2 separate regions of the Oryzias latipes genome follow, and region 2 is linked to region 1. Evidence: chromatin contacts called from public Hi-C data. All regions are on one chromosome and are shown on one strand. The core of a region is the stretch at or near the end of the contact, and the rest is flanking DNA. Distances in the headings are between cores, read along the strand shown.

The links. Hi-C and Micro-C count contacts between places; a contact is called where the count stands out from the background.
Region 2: a Hi-C map of embryo shows a contact between it and region 1, with 1.7 times the contacts expected there. The contact joins the promoter of LOC101171022 here to the promoter of sod1 in region 1.

Annotation. Positions count from the first base shown.
Region 1 is chr14:10,953,665-10,956,638 of ASM223467v1, reverse strand. It overlaps sod1 (superoxide dismutase [Cu-Zn]), which reads right to left and starts at 1,377. Exons shown (of 5, transcript XM_004076213.2): 1 at 1,183-1,377; 2 at 290-386; 3 at 109-178. The coding sequence starts at 1,254. scaf4 (splicing factor, arginine/serine-rich 15) reads right to left here. Exons shown (of 19, transcript XM_011483331.3): 19 at 2,240-2,974.
Region 2 is chr14:11,090,870-11,093,843 of ASM223467v1, reverse strand. It overlaps LOC101171022 (transcription regulator protein BACH1), which reads right to left and starts at 1,588. Exons shown (of 5, transcript XM_004076215.4): 1 at 1,431-1,588; 2 at 1,087-1,335; 3 at 1-784. The coding sequence starts at 1,335. It overlaps map3k7cl (MAP3K7 C-terminal-like protein), which reads right to left. Exons shown (of 5, transcript XM_004076214.4): 5 at 2,469-2,974.

The sequences.
Region 1 (2,974 bases), core at 128-2,627:
ATTAATGGGGAGGGATAAAATAAAAATTCAAACCAATATCAGAAAACTAATAAGCTATAGAACCAGGTTTTGCATTTACTTCGCTACCCTTTCCCACATGACCCTCACCTTTCTGCATCTTCAGGACCCCCGTGGTTCTTGTTGTATGGGTTGAAGTGAGGCCCTGCACTGACGCACCCTAGAAAAAGAAATGTTTGGGGGGACGGGATGTGGAAGCTCGTCAGATAATATTAGATTTCATTTACAGCATTTTCAAGAATCCCAGTCACTCATCGGCTCATGAACTCACCATTGGTGTTATCTCCATACACGTGGATGTGGAAGCCGTGCTTGCCTGGTGTGAGGCCTTTGATTTCTCCAGTCACCTTCACAGGGGCTGAATCGCTCTAAACACACACACACCAAATACCGTGGCTACAAAATAATTCAATCTACTATTTTAGACTGTCTTATGCAAAAGTAGATCTTCAGAAAATGAAATATTGACCGCAGCTCAGACATTTATCTGTTTTTACTACGTGAGAAGTCTAGATTGTTAGCAACGCCAAATAAGTTATTAGAAACAAACAACAAGTTGGTAGACTTCCTATGACTCAGCAACAACATTAGTATATTGTGGTATTTAAGGTTGGATGGGGATAACAATTCTAAAAATGTATCTTAAAAATAGGAAACTAAACAGAACTGGCGCCATCAGTGTAGTAACGGTAACCAATGACCTCATTTACGCAACCACAGGCAGTTGGACCGTTAATCATTACAAAACCCAAAGTCGTAAAATGTCTAAAGGTTGTGCAAATTTAAAACATGGACCTCAGTCAAATTACTCGAAGACAACATGCTTAAGGCCGACAACAACAGCTCATGATGATGATGATGTACGCATTACTTTTTCAGTACGGAGAAAAAAAAGAAATAGTGGTTCATTAATTCTGTACACTACTTATTAAACGATTGTAATTTTGCAAGCTGTTGCCGGTTTTGGCGAAACATAATTAAGTAAAAGCAAACTTCCAGCACAAAAAGGCATTTCCTAATGTGGATAATGATGTATTAGCATCCTAGCTAGCTTAGCAATGAAGAGCTAAATAAGCAGAGGAGATAAACATTAAGCAAAGGTCACGTTTGCTAACTTTGGAACATAACGTGAGACAAAGTTAAAGCTTTAATACAAAACTTTACCTCCTGTTCAAAATTAACCACGCCGTTGGTTTCTCCTGTTCCTTTCAACACACAAACTGCTTTCAGCACCATTTTTGCTCAAGTCTCTCAAGACACTGCTAGGAAAAGGCGACCAATTACAGTTATGAAAGGCGAGGCTTTGTAGGCGGGCTCAAGTTGGAAATAGCCAATCAGATTCCGAGATGAATGTCAAATAGTCTGTTTGGATTGGTCGAAGAAGATTCCAGAAGTAAAAAAGCTATGAATCATGGGAGTACGAATTGCATGTGAAGTTTAATTATTAATGTTAATATCTTTAATTGCGGTTAATACATTTTTGTAAAAATTTTATCTATAAAAGATTTTTATATAGAAATATTGTTTATGTTTGAAAACAATCAGAATAATAAGAATAGTTTTTGCACTCTTTTAAACAAAAACAACTTTGGTTCTGGTCAGATAACAGCAACTTATCAGTTGCTGCTGAAAAATCTATCAAGTTTTTATACCCCATATCATTGAACAATTCTAACTTGAATCTCTTAAATCTTTCCAGGAACAATAAATTAAGTTGTTTCCCCCCCAAAAGATTAATCTGGCACACAATCTTCTATTTTTCAACATTTGTATGGAAAATAAATGTTTTTGTGTAAAAGATGATGGGAAAATAGGGCAGGCTCACTAACTGCTATTTTCTTTGCTATGGCTAGCACTAACTGCTAGCAATAGCAGTTAGTGTCTGGCCAGTCACAACTCAGAAGAATTTTGGATGAACGTCTGCCACTCTGCAGAAACTACGTCATAAAAAAAAATCGCCTAAAAGCAACATAACTGACGTTAAAATAGATCAAAAGATGATTGGACTGCAACTTTAATAATTTATTTGAGATTCCCATTTATTTTAAAATGAGAAAATTTTTCTGCATAGATTAGTGCAAAAGTGAAACACGTTCAAAAAATATTTTTCCATCATCAAAGACTGTCGGTCATCCCAAATTGTCCTTTTTTTACAGATGACTTTCTCTGCTCAAGCAAAATAAGATGTGACCATGGGTTAAAATACAGGACACAAAAACCATTTTGGTACAAAAATAGTTTATTAAAAAGTTTCCTGTGGCTGAAACATTGACATATTTATGTCCATGTCTTCTGTACTTTAAACAAGCCATAAAAACATCAGTCAATTCTCAAACCACTAGGATTTAAAAATGTTAAAGCAAACAAATGCGTGTTGTTCCTTCTGCATTTCATCTTGGATTGAACATGTAACATTATTAACAACAATTACCATAACACCTTTAAAGTCATCAGTGAAAGAAGCATATTTACAGCAGTGTCCAAGGCAACAATACCCTTCCATTCATCAAATTAGTACTGTAGTTCCACACTTGCTGCCTTTGCATTAACCTAAGGAGGAGTGGGGAGGTTCGTTTGTTTGTTTTTAAATCTGGTGATCAAAATGAAACGTATTAAAATGATTCAAAAATATGAAAAGTGACAGCTGTAAACCAAGTCCTTCAATCCAACTCTATGAACCCGGGGGAAGATTTGGTAGAAAAAAATTATAATAATAATAAATTGGGGATTTTTTGGCTTTGGGGAAAAAGTTTCTTCAAGACCAAAAGATAAACTCAAAAGGTAAACTTGTAAAAGTATGCAGACAATACTCATAAATCCTAAGCGACACGTGTATTTTTGCACATCTAGATTATAACTTCACCTTCACTGTTCCTAAACAGAAGAATGGAAAACCCACAAGGCAGAATGTGATGAGACAAAACTCATTCCCAATGCGATTTTGACTGCACTTCAC
Region 2 (2,974 bases), core at 339-2,838, 140 kb before region 1:
TCAGGGAGTTAGCACGGCATGTGTCAGGTGAGCTGGTGTGTTCCATCACCTCCTCCATGTCCTTCACCACCACACAAAGCTCATCTTTCTTTTTAGATCTACACTTCTCAGAGTCAACTTCCACTTTGTCCATGTGGTTTTCACGCCTGTCATGTGTTTGAGTTCTCAGTGGCTCACCAGACTGACCTTTGCTTTCTCTGTTAGAGGTTGAATTTCCTGGGAATTGAAGCACGTGTTCCTTATTGCTGTTTTCAGAGCTGGGGCTTGGAGAGCAGGGAAGGATGCAGTCATTGCAGATCTTCTTTTCAGGAGCACACGCCTCTTTTCCACAAGCAAGCTGGAACTTCCGGTACTTTGGACACTGGATTAAACTGTCAGTCCCTGCTTCAACCCCCAGTGCAGGGATGTCTTTCATTTTTGGACTTTCCATCATGTTGTTCTCTGGTTTGTTACAGTCCAGACTCACTTCCTGCTGAGATGATGAGTCAGCAACTGGTTTTACTTCTTTGTCACAGAAAGACGGATTGTCAGAGTCTGTGCCGAATTCTTCCTTTGACACCTGCTTTTTGTGATTTTTTTCACAACACATTTTTTTTACATGTGGAGAGGAGCTTTTGCTTTTGGAGAAAAACTTTGGAAGGAGGAAATCAAAACAAGCCTCATCTAGATCCCTGAAGCCAAGTATGGAGGCTGCGTTTCGTATTTGTAAGACGTTCTCTTTCACAAAGTGCAGTTTGGATGTGTAGGCAAACTTTAGCAGAGCTTCAAAGCCCTCAACCGTCACCTGTAAAGGACAGAAGAAATCTTTCATGTTCCTAGAAAATGCATATTTCTTGTCATTTTGACCCATTCAATTAATAAATTAGTATACACGTGAATATTATTCTTAATAGACATATTTCTATTTTACAAAACTGTTGATATATAAGTCAAAAGTTAAAAAAAAACTATATATATATTTACATATATATTCATTTAAAGCTTAATGCAACAAATATTTAAGGAGAAAACCATTTTCTCAGCATTTTCACATGAATGTGGCAGAAAAGTGATATATTTTTGTAGCACTTTGGGGTGATGTCTCACCTCTGGTGGCAGAGTGACAACTGCTCCATGCTGCATGAGGGAAGAGATCCTCAGCGAGAAGTACTCACTGCAAGAAGTGAGTACGGAGCGATGGGCCCTGAAACTTTGACCCTCCACCATCACCGTAACATCACATAACGTGTCCCGGCAGCGCTGCTCATCTAGGCGGTGCAACACATGGCTGGAATGCACTGTCGACTCAAAAGTAAACACAGACGACCGCGAGGTAGACATGGCCATCTGGGACATCTGTTTGTACACATAGCACACACACCGTTTAAACACCTAAGGTCAAAATTTCCCTTTATGACAATAGTCAGACTTTCAGGTAACAATAAGCTTACCTTTCAGTGCAGACTTCATTCAAGCCTCTTCTAGTAATAAAGGAACCTCCCTTGTACACTTGGATGTTGCTAGATGGAATGTTGTTCCACCAGGCTGTTTCTCAGAAAGTCTTATCTCAAACTGCCTTCTAACTAAAAGCTGCGCTTGACTCAGTCATATGGCCTGTGTGTGAGTACGTGAGAGGGAGGGGGGGGGGAGTTTGAGGGAGAGCCTGTTTGTGTGTGTACGTGTGTGCGTGTTGCAACACACATGGGTGTAACAAAGCAGAGCTGACTCATGAGCTCCTGCTGATAAAGGATGAGCAAGCAGTTTTCCCTTCCTTCCAATCCCACCCTTGGATCTGTCTGGTAAACGAGAAAACTATTCCCAGAAAGGAATTTTTTTTGCTAATCCAAACCCCCAAATGCAGGAATCAAGACAAGGAATGTAAAGTTGTGTTTACATGAATGCATTGCTTGTTATTGATAATTTATTCTGTGTAAAACTAAAAAGGACAAGTTCTAGAAAGAAAGAAAAACAAATATTTTTTTACAGGTTTCCAGAAACAGGGGGACGTTATGATAATCAAAAGGTTAATATTTTGCAGAAATGTGTTGGCTCATGTCTTGTTTTTTTGCTTCAGCTAGCAAATCATTAAAGGAACTTGGTGCAAAAAACATATCATGGGTGTCTGCAAGCAAAAACATGGAGGAATTGTCCAAAAAGCAGAGAAAGACTGCACTCAAAAGCTCAGATTAACATTTTGATATTTTATCAATTGGATGTGTTGAGAAAACACACATATATATACCAATACGACACTGTACGAGTCTCTAGCTGACTAAAGCTTCACTTCACTAAAATGCAGCTGCCACAATCACATGATATGAAAGAAGAAGGAAGTCAGCCACAGGCAAACTGACCAATCAGGTCAGTGTTTTATGATTCCAAAATGAACTAATCTCGTCATTAACAAAAGAAAAAAAACATAACTTCCTTTTTCTTTGTAATATAGTTAACAACGGCATCAACAGAGAGAAATGAAACTAAGGAACTGATGCTGGTGTAAATAAAATGCTTTTATTTTAAGATTTCCAACAGAAAAGCAACTGTTTTTTTTTAATTCCTCTTCTTTAGATTCATACTACCACTCAAAAAATATACATCTTGTTCAGTGCTGTATTTTTGGGCATATATATTGAAATAAGCAACCAAATGTTTTTTTTACTCATCTTTTTGACTGGAAAGAGGTTTAGATCAGAACATTTGGACCACATCTCCCCACCTCTGGTTTCACAAGAGTTTCCACAAAACCTGAAACAGATTTAAGAACTGACAACTTTTTGTTAACTTGCGTAACTGCTGGTCCTTATTCTGGAAGACCGAATGCTGTACATCCAAAACAGTACCTAGTTGCACTGTGTCAACAGGTGGTAGAACAATCATAACAACCGAAAACTGATGATAAGTGTACGTCTGTGGTTTGAACAAGTGACTCAGACTCAAATAAAAGCCAGCTTCAGTGTTTCTGTGTAATTAGCTGATTCATACATTGTGTAAAGCG